Linked DNA regions of Oryctolagus cuniculus: region 2 is linked to region 1. Evidence: chromatin contacts called from public Hi-C data. All regions are on one chromosome and are shown on one strand. The core of a region is the stretch at or near the end of the contact, and the rest is flanking DNA. Distances in the headings are between cores, read along the strand shown. Region 1 overlaps RNF152 (ring finger protein 152). Region 2 overlaps CDH20 (cadherin 20).

Region 1 (5,282 bases), core at 1,124-3,623:
CTACTGCCTTCCCAGGCCATAGCAGAGAGATAGGTCAGAAGAGGAGCAGCTGGGACTACAACCAGTGCTTCAGGCCAGGGCCTTAACCCACTGTGCCACAGCACCGGCCCCTAGAGTAGCTTTTAGATATAGCAACTAATCACCTAAATTCACTATTGGGCAGAATTTCAAAGGCCAGAGAGAAACAGCTTCTTTTTGTTTTGTTTTAAGTAATTATAGGGGCCGGTGTTGTGGTGCAGTGGGTTAAGCCACTGCCTGCAAAGCAGGCCTCCCATATGAGCACCGGGTCAACTCCTGGCTGCTCCACTTCCAATCCAGCTCCTTATTAACGCACCTGAGGAATCAATGGAAGATAGTCCAAGTACTTGGGCCCCTGCCACCCATGTGGGAGACCTGAATGAAGCTCCTGGTTTCAGAATAGCCCAGTCTCAGCTGTTGAGGCCATCTGGTGAGTGAACCAGTAGAAAGACGATCTCTCGCCCTCTCTCTGTAACTCTGCCTGTCAAACAATAAATAAATCCTTCTTTTAATTAAGTAAGAAAAATGCGAAATCCACCATTTAAAGCATGTCTGAGGACACTGTGCAATGGCATTAAGCATATTCCTCTTTCTGCATAACCATTGCAGCCTTCATGTCCAGAATTTTATTATCCTACACTGAAACTGTGCCAGCTGCACAATGTCTCCCCATTCTGTCTCCGCAGCTCCTAGCAACCAACTGGACTTCTCTCTGTACCTCATTTGAGTAGAATCATACAATATTTCTCATTTTGTATCTGGCTCACCTCACTTAGTCTAATGCCTGCAAGATCCATCCATGTTGAAGCATACAAAATAATTCCCTTCCTTTTAGGACTGAATGATATTCCATTGTGTATGTACACCACATTTTGTTTATCCATTCATCCATTGATGGACATTTAGCTTGTTTCCACCTTTTGCCTACTGTGAATAAGGCTGCTTTGAACATAGATGTAGAGTATCTGTTCAAATTCCTGCTTTCGATTCTTTTGGGTGTACCCCCAGAAGTGGGAATTCTACTTTTAAATCTTTGAGGACCTGGCGTACTGCTTTCTACAGCAGTGAGACCATTTTGCATTCCTACCAAGAGTGCACAAGCCCTCCTGTTCTCCACATGCTGGCAAACACTGGTTGTTTTCTGGTTTCTTAAAATAAAAATCACCCAAATGGATGTGCAGTGGCGTCTCATTGTATTTTTGATTTGCATTTCACTATTGATTGATGATATTGAACATCTTTTCATATATTTTGGTCATTTATATATCTTCTTTGGAGAAATGTTCCTTCGAGTCCCTTGCCCATTTTTGAATTGAGTTGTTTGATTTAAGTTGTTGAGTTTTTGTCAATCTTCATATATTCTGAATTTTCATCTCTCATCAGATTTGCAAGTATTTTCTCCTGTCCTATGGGGTGCCCATGAAGTCAGCCCTGCCAACTACTGTAGTCTTCAGAAGCCTGGGACACCAGTCAGTGATGATGTTATGTTCATTCATCTCTTAAAGTTTTTCAAGAACCATTTAAGGACCAATGTGCATTGTGCACACCTTTGCATTAGAAAATCCAGAGAGAGAGATGGGAAAAGTACAGACAATATCAGGAGTTAGATTCAACTAAAACTAATCATTTCTGTGAGCTTCCAAGCTGTCAGCCTCTTGGTTCTTGCACCTCTAATTCACCCCCCCCCACACACACACACAGTTCTAGCATGCTGTAGTTGTCTGGTAGGAACTCAGATGTTTGCTGGCTAGCTGGCTGGTGGTTGGATGCATGTGGGTCATATTTAGGAAAGAGAGGATAGATTGGACAAGTAGCTCAGGTTTTGATTTGCGAATAATGGCCTTAGTTTGGGGGTAGTGGACTTAATTTGGGAGAAATGAAAAACAGGAATGTTTCTGAGCCAAAGGGTTCTTCCGAAAAGCGGATGCAGGATAAACTGGTGAGCAGAGAAGTCAGAAGTGAGGAGTGCAAGGAGAAAGCCGTTGCTCTGGTCCCCGGAAAGGGGATTAGGACTAGAGTTAGAATGGTGGCCTTACTGTAGCAGAGTGCGACCAGTTCCGCAATAGCACCTACTTCTTTATGTTTATCATGCCTTTTCAATTGTTCCTGCTTGGAAAGTCTCACACTTTATAGAATTGCAAATTGATTCGCAGAAAGTGTGAATGGTTCCCCAGGCGGGAGTAATTAAAGAGCCTGGCTAGCCAGGTCAGCACAAGCAAAGCTTTCCCTCCTCACCCTGAAGACATGTGTGTGCTGCTGGATGAACTTTCAAACAATGAGGTGTCCAGGCTCCACCCCAGATAGTCTGATTTAATTGGTCATGGGCGAGGCTCAGGCAAGGGAGTTTTTCAAAGCTCCCTGGGAATTCTAATTTGCAACCTGGTTGGGCACTTCTGGACTGCAGCATGGCCTGGCCATAAGGCAGGGCCTGAAGACAAGAGACAAAGGGGAGGCAGAGTTGATGAGACTTGACAAGGAGTTGCAGAGAGATGCCAAAGTGATGACAAGTGTTTAGCCCGAGGGACTAACCTTCTCTCCAAGCTCATCTCACCAGGCCAGAACGGATGCACACCCACCTAGGAACAGACGCATTCAGGGTTGGAAGAAAAGGAAAGTTTCCGGGCCAGCGCTGTGGCGTAAGCGGCTCAGCCTCCGCCTGCAGCACCAGCATCCCCTATCATGGCTGGTTCGTGTCCCGGCTGCTCCTCTTCTGATCCAGCTCTCCTCTGTGGCCTGGGAAAGCAGTGGAAGAAGGGCCAAAGTGCTTTGGCCTCTGCACCTGCATGGGAGGGAGCCTGGAAGAAGCTCCCAGCTCCTGGCTTTGGATTGGCTCAGCTCCAGCTGTTGCATCCATTTGGGAAGTGAACCAATGGATGGAAGACCTTTCTGTCTGTCTCTTTCTCTCTGTCTGTAACTCTACCTCTCAAATAAATAAATAAATCTTAAAAAAAAAAAAAAAAGGAAAGTTGCTGCTTTAACCCACAGACGCCAAGCAGTGTGCATATGTGGACGAGGAACATGTATTCTTGGTTGGAGGTCAGGGAATGGCTAACTCTAAAGATTGCCATATGGACAATGCTTCCTCTGCATTGTTCCAGCAACTTCCTAAATTGTGTCCTTGGAAACAGTCCATGAGATTGTTTATACCTCTTGGATTCCCACAACCATACCCAGATTAGTGACCCATAGGAAAACCAGTGAGGTGGTGAGTGGGTAGCAGGCCTGCCCTTGAGATTGAAGGCAGGATGGGTGGAGGGAAGGATGAGTACAGGAGGCGAAGTACTGGAGGTGCTGGTGGCGTGTCTAGGGAGAGAAGATCCACAGCAATCGGAGATGTGAGAGTGGATCACTGGAGTTGGGTCTGCCTTGGATCTTAAACGATCCAGTAGAAATTGCTTCAAATCCTGGATGTCGATGAATTCACCAAGGAGTTTAATAAAAGAAGTGCGGCGGTCCAGGGAGCAGAAGCTAAGGAAAGCCGTCCTTAGGGGGTTGGGCGAGAAACAGGAAGCACACAGGCACCTGACTTCCGAGTGCCACCCACCTTTCCTTTCTCATCTGCCCCTGGCTTCTCACTTCCAGAGACTGGTTCTACGTCCCTGAATGAGGCCTTGACTTTTCCATCCCCTCACTCCTCTTCCTGAAAGAGTCCTCTTCTCCCTGCGTCCTCTGAATGAGCCCTGTCCAGTGTCCCCTGTGCCTCCACCTGTTCCGCCTGCCCATGCGTAGTGGCCTCCTTCCTGTAACCCTCTTTGCACTTCTTTGTAAAGCCTTCAGGCTTTGTGCTTTCTATTGCTGTGCAACAAATTCCCCTTGCATTTATCAGATGAGGGGCAACCAACATTTGTCTCTCACAGTTCCAGACGGGGAGGAATCCAGGAGTGGCTCGGCTTGGTGATTCTGGTCAGAGCCTCTGCTGAGGTTGACAGAGGTGAGGGGAAGCATGGTGGTCTGAGGACTCCACTGGGAGCCCATGCTCTGTTTTCAAGTTCACTCCCTGGCAGGATGTCTGTCCCTCAGTGGCTCTGAGCAGGAGACTGTCCGTTCCTAGCTCCTCCCCAGGGCTGCTTACATCCTTGGAATGTGGCAGCTGCATTCTCTCACAACATGTGACTGAGAGATAGTGAGACAGACAGACAGACAGTCAGACAACAGCAGAAAGCTATGTGCCTTTGAAGTCCCAGACTCCAGACTTGTATCTCATTATTTCCTCTTTGCTCTGTTTGTTAAAAGTGTGTCACTACGAGTAGCATAGTGGAGTTAGTCTCCAACTTTTGAAGGGAAAACTGTTACAGAATTCGTGTGCATATTTAAAACTACCACATGGGCCTGGCACTGTGCCGTAGTGGGTAAAGTTGCCACCTGCAGTGCTAGCATCCCATGTGGGCACTGGTTCGTGTCCCAGCTACTCCACTTCTGATCCAGCTCTCTGCTATGGCCTGGGAAAGCAGTGGAAGATGACCCAAGTCCCAGCTCTGGCCATTGCAGCAGATTGCGGAGTGAACCAGCAGGTGGAAGACCTCTCCTTTCTCTCTCTCTCTCTCTCTCTTCCTCTCCTCTTCTCTCTGTACTCTGACTTTCAAGTAAATAAATCTTTTTTTTTTTTTTAAAAAAAAGGATTTATTTATTTATTTGAAAGTCAGAGTTACATGCACAGAGAGAGAGAGTGGTCTTCCATCCACTCGTTCACTCCCCAATTGGCCGCAATGGCCAGAGCTGCACCAATCCGAAGCCAGGAGCCAGGAGCTTCTTCTGGGTCTCCCACATGGGTGCAGGGGCCCAAGTGCTTGGGCCATCTTCTACTGCTTTCCCAGGCCACAGCAGAGAGCTGGATCAGAAGTGGAGCAGTCAGGACTCGAACCAGCACCCATGTGGGATGCTGGTACTTCAGGCCAAGGCGTTAACCTGCTGTGCCACAGTGCTGGCTCCTAAGTAAATAAATCTTAAAAAATAAAAATAAAAATAAAACCACCGCGTGTACTGACCATCATCTTCCCTACATTCAAACTCATCTTTTCATTCAGTTGCTTATTTACTTGGCAAGGCTTTCATGGGAACACCTATCATGTGCATTACACTGCGCTACGCAAATAGAGGACAGGGAACCTGCGCGTCATCCCACAAGTAGCACAGAAAACAGCAAGTGAAGAGGAGCGGCTGTGCAGTGCAGGAAGGGCTACGGAGCGAAGTGAAGAAAACACGGGAGCACAGAGTCGGAAGTAGCTCCACTTAAAGGAATTTGGGAAGACCGCAGGGAAACATTT
Region 2 (5,282 bases), core at 1,671-4,170, 340 kb before region 1:
CCATTCCATTCACATCAAGATTCATTTTCAATTCTCTTTATATACAGAAGATCAATTAGTATATATTAAGTAAAGATTTCAACAGTTTGCACCCACACAGAAACAAAGTGTAAAGTACTGTTTGAATACTAGTTATAGCATTAATTCACATTGTACAACACATTAAGGACAGAGATCCTACATGAGCAGTAAGTGCACAGTGACTCCCTGTTGTTGACTTAACAAATTGACACTCTTGTTTATGGCATCAGAAATCACCCTAGGCTCTTGTCATGACTTTCCAAGGCTATGGAAGCCTTTTGAGTTCACCAACTCCGATCTTATTCAGACAAGGTCATAGTCAGAGTGGAAGTTCTTTCCTCCCTTCAGAGAAAGGTACCTCCTTCTTTGATGGCCCTCTTCTTTCTACTTGATCTCACTAGCAGAGATCTTTCATTTAGGTGGGTTTTGTTTTGTTTTGTTTTGGTTTGTTTTTTTGCCAGAGTGTCTTGGCTTTCCATGCCTAAAATACTCTCATGGGCTCTTCAGCAAGATCCAAATGCCTTAAGGGCTGATTCTGAGGCCAGAGTGCTGTTTAGGATATCTGCCATTCTATGAGTCTGCTGTGTATCCCACTTCCCATGTTGGATCGTTCTCTCCTTTTTAATTCTATCAGTTAGTATTAGCAGACACTAGTCTTGTTTATGTGATCCCTTTGACTCTTAGACCTATCATTATGATTAATTGTGAACTGAAATTGATCACTTGGACTAGTGAGATGGCATTGGTACGTGCTACCTTGATGGAGTTGAATTGGAATCCCCTGGCATGTTTCTAACTCTACCATTTGGGGCAAGACAGATTGAGCATGTCCCAAATTGTACATCTCCTCCAAGGAAAGAAATTTACCCTGAAATATTTGCCCAATGATGAGGTTAGGAAGATGGGAGAAGATGGGATGGAAGTAGGAAAATTAGGGACAAGCTGGACCATGTAGAACCACAGAGTCCTTTAATTCAGTCTCATATTTATATTGCCTGAACATGGCTGGCAGCAGGGTAGAAATACAAGTTATACTGGTATCTAAAATCTGAGATATTTAGGTAATATCTGTCCTATGGCCATAACATGCTCAGACCTGACAATAAAACCAAATTAAATCCTGAGTTGTGGGATGGCATGGAGAAGTTCCAGGTAAGTTTCACGATGACATTCTCTTTAGGTAAAACCTCCTGTCATGAGATTTCCCTGGGTTCTGATGCTTTGTCGCGTACTGCAGCTCACCCGATTTCATGTCCCTTTCTCAGTTAATCCAGACAGTGAGTGCAGTGGACCAAGATGACCCGCATAATGGTCAGCATTTCTACTACAGCTTGGCTCCTGAGGCTGCCAACAACCCCAACTTCACCGTAAGGGATAACCAAGGTAATCAGCTGGATAACTGGCTATCCTTACTTTTCTATAGCTTGGGCTGGATATTTTTGGTTACTGTACCATGCAAACAGTGTCAAAGTTCTCCTGCTCTTCAACCGCAAGAAAGACAATGCTAATTCCTAGTTTTGTTTCAGGATATCAAAGACAAACAGTGCCCTCTGCTGACTGTAAAACTTTTCATTCAGTCAGTTGACAAATGATGATTGATGCTTGTCCTGTGCCAGACCCTCTTCCCAGGCACAGAAGCAAAACTTCTGCCTTCAATTCCATAGCAGCCGTGTTTATATGTTCTGAAATAATGGGAAGAATCTGCAAGAAATGACTGAAATGACCTAGATAAATAGAAAAACCTGAAGGAACATTTCTAAATGAGGATCAAAAGGAAAAACAGTAGAAAGCTCACAGAACAGAAGGGAAACAACGACTAAGTACTAGAGACAGCAAAGGGTAAATCTAGAACAAACAACAGCTTCAGCACAGCAACTACTGTACTATTTAAGAATAATTTAGATAGACGCTCAGGTGGGGTGCCTACTGAAGAAAGTGCTCCCAACTACAGCTTTACCAGAATGGCATTCTAGACCCTACTTTTCCACCAAGCGTTCGAATCAGTTAAGGGTTTATAGCCCGGCACACACTCTTCACTGGGCACAGACTTTAAAAGGAGGGACTTTTGTTCTCTAGCCAGATGAAGTGCTTCTAAGAAAGGTCAATGCGATTAAAAATATTTTAAATCTATTCAATGAACCTCTTCTGTTGTTAACTCTGTGACCAACTAGACATCTGGTCTTGGGAAGGTTATCACTTCTCTGGGCTACAATAGCCTCATTTTTTACTCCAATTCCAAAATATTGTCACTTTGTAACAATCTAAGTAAAGGATAATGAAAATCATGATTAGGCTTGGCTGGTCTTAGTCTTAGGCATCAGCTAATTTAATTTGAGGGTATTAACTCAATGCCATGGGATATTCTTTTGCTATAAATTAAGAGTGTCAAACCTGTTTTCTTCTTAATGAACAGCATTCTTATAAAATGTCCTTTCAACCTTCTACATGTTATCATAAAAATCCGTATGTTCATTCTGGAAAAAGGGCAACATGAATTATAATAATATGAATTATTATAAATATCTTGAGATTTCTATTGGGCCAAAATTTTTAAGTTGCTATCTTCTTCATAGGGATACTCTTCCCACAAAAAGTGGTTTGTCTTATCAGGATTGGTTTTACAAAGGACACCCTATGGTGGGGAAGGAGAACTACACATTATATTTTGTTTCTTCACATTTTCAGCAGAGTGTCACTCTATTCCTGCACCCTGTCATTTGTTAGAATCAATACAGAAACAGTATGCAGTGAAATGCTGCAAATTTCTTAAAGATGACTTTGGGCACCAATTCTTGAAACCAATACTTTGAAAAGCTGGGCCACTAGAACAGGGTGACTATAAAAATGACTCATCTCTTGGATGGTTCCCAAAACACAAGTCAGCACATCCTCAACAGAAAGCAGGAACTCCTAATCTCATGACAATTTATCCCACTTGTATCCTTTACTGAGGCTTATTAAAAATCTGGCTGACATCTGACATCTAATCTACATCAAGCACCTCCCACTCCTGTGCCTGAAATAGGGTATCCTTTTATGAACACATTGGGCACTATCTCAAGTCAAGTCTTTTGTACTTTTTAGTCCCAACAGATGAAAAGGATTATGTATATGTAGTACTTTACAGTTTCAAAAGCACTTTCCCATACTCTGTTTTATCTGATATTTATTTTGTTTCAAGAACATTACTAATCTGATTCTCAATGTCCCATGTAATGGATGCAAAAACTAAGTAAATGGCCCAAGATCAGCAAGTGAATAAGCAGTAAGACTGGGGCTATAAATTGAGTTTTGTTATAGCCACACACACACACACACACACACACAGTCATCTCAGAAACAAATGCTAGGGCCAGTGCTGTGGTGGAGCATGTGATCAATACTATATCAAAACACTGGTTCAAGTCTCAGCTACTCCACTTCTGATCCAGCTCCCTGCTGATGTGCCTGGGAAAGCAGGGGCAGATGATGGCCCAAGTGCTTGGGTCCCTGCACCCACATGGGAGACCTGGATGAAGTTCCAGGCACCTGAGTGAACCCGCAAAAGGAGATTCTCTTCCTCTCCCTTTGCCTCTTCCTCTCCCTCTCTCTTCTCTTCCCCTCCCCCTCCCTTTCAAATAAATAAATCTTTAAAAAACAAACAAAAAAGAAACAAATGTTGTTTCCAAATGGGTTACTAAAGTGCTAATTATCCCATTCAACAAAAATTTCCCAAATGGCTATTTGTGAACCCCTTTCAGAACTGGACTCAACAAAGGAATGTTGTGGGTTTTTTACTTTTTAATTTCAAATAATTCTTAGGTCAAGAAATATATACCAGGGCCGGTGCTGTGGTGCAGCGAAATAAAGGCCCAGCTTCCAGCACCAGCATCCCATATGGGTGCCGGTTAAAGTCCTGGCTGCTCCACTTCCAATCCATTGCTCCACTTCCAATTCCTGCTAATACGCCTGGAAAAGCAGCAGAGGATGGCCCACGTACTTGGGCCTCTGCACCCATGTAGGAGACCTGGAAGAAGCTCCTGGCTCCTGGTTTTGGGATCAGTTCAGCTCCAGCAGTTGCAGCCACCTGGGGAGTGAATCAGGGGATGGAAGACCTCTCTCTCTGTATCTACCTCTCTAATTCTGTCTTTCAAATAAATAAAATAAATCTTAGAAAAAAGAAATATATACCATGTAACAGACATAATACTTTTAGGACATTCTGCTTTGGTTTTACTAAAAGTCTTCTGACCTAGCTGGGATTAAACCAAAAATTAAAAAATAAAAATAGTTGATTTTAGAGAAAAACTGATTTCTTCTTCACAAAATTAAAACTACAAAGAAGAATTCATAGTTCTTCGCTATTAAGTCCAGAAAACAGAAAAGTGGAAGGTGGATAGGTTGTATGGCAGTAGAAAGATAACCTTCAGGTTGGCAACATAGTGCTATCTTTTAAATAATCTATTTATTTATTTGTAAGGCTAAGTTAGAGAGAGAGATATGAGGAGGGAGAGACAGAGAGGGAGAGAGATCTTCCATTTGCTGGTTTACTCCCGAAATGCGTGAATGGCTGTGGCTGTGACAGGCCAGTGCTGGGAAGCAGAAGCTGCATCAGGGTCTCCCACACGGGCGGCAGCAGCCAAGTGCTTGGGCCATCTTCCACTGCTTTCCCAGGCTCGTCGTCAGGGAACTGGATCTGAAGTGGAGCACCCAGCTCATATGGGATGCCGGCACTGCTGGCATCACCTTAACCCACTGGAACACAACTCTGGCCTGGGATATTTTCTTTACTGAGAAGAAAATAAGAAGAAAAAAGAATAAGAAGCAAAAAGAGATTACAACGACCTGGATAATTTTTGACAGTTAATGTTACTAAACAGCTGGATACAAAGCACAGTGGAAGCAGTGCATGTTTTAGAGTCAGATCGAACACAGTTCAAATCTCAGCTCTGCTACTGCTAGATGGGTTACTTTGAGCAAATAACACATTCTATGCCTGATTCTCTCACTCTAAAAGAGTAAATTATCATCTCACCAAACTGCTGTGATGTTTGAGACACTGCATTTAAAGTGAAGTGCTGGCACATGAGCACTTGATAAACAATAGTTGCTACCACGAGGAACCAGGGGAAACAAAAAAAGTTAATTAGGGTGTACTGTATTACAAGAACCAGGAACAAACACCACCACATCTCTGTGGCTTAGTGTGACTAAAGTTAACTCTTTGCTCACGCTTGCCCACCGTGGGCCTTAGGGACTGAACATGTAATTCCGTGTCCCAG

What was found. Hi-C and Micro-C count contacts between places; a contact is called where the count stands out from the background.
Region 2: a Hi-C map of an unstated tissue shows a contact between it and region 1, with 4 times the contacts expected there. The contact joins two enhancer-like sites. A contact is called at or near these places in 2 of 6 Hi-C or Micro-C datasets (ear pinna and an unstated tissue).

What each region holds. Positions count from the first base shown.
Region 1 is chr10:16,646,457-16,651,738 of mOryCun1.1, reverse strand. All of the region lies in intron 7 of RNF152 (ring finger protein 152), which reads right to left. Among named protein-coding and RNA genes, the nearest start is that of RNF152, 20 kb to the right of the region's middle. Within about 2 kb of position 2,373, at least 1 of the 8 cell types and tissues checked has an H3K27ac peak or open chromatin away from gene starts, as enhancers often do.
Region 2 is chr10:16,986,664-16,991,945 of mOryCun1.1, reverse strand. It overlaps CDH20 (cadherin 20), which reads left to right. Exons shown (of 13, transcript XM_051851166.2): 11 at 1,287-1,404. The region is part of intron 3 of LOC103349393 (a long non-coding RNA gene); the gene reads right to left. Among named protein-coding and RNA genes, the nearest start is that of CDH20, 240 kb to the left of the region's middle. Within about 2 kb of position 2,920, at least 1 of the 8 cell types and tissues checked has an H3K27ac peak or open chromatin away from gene starts, as enhancers often do.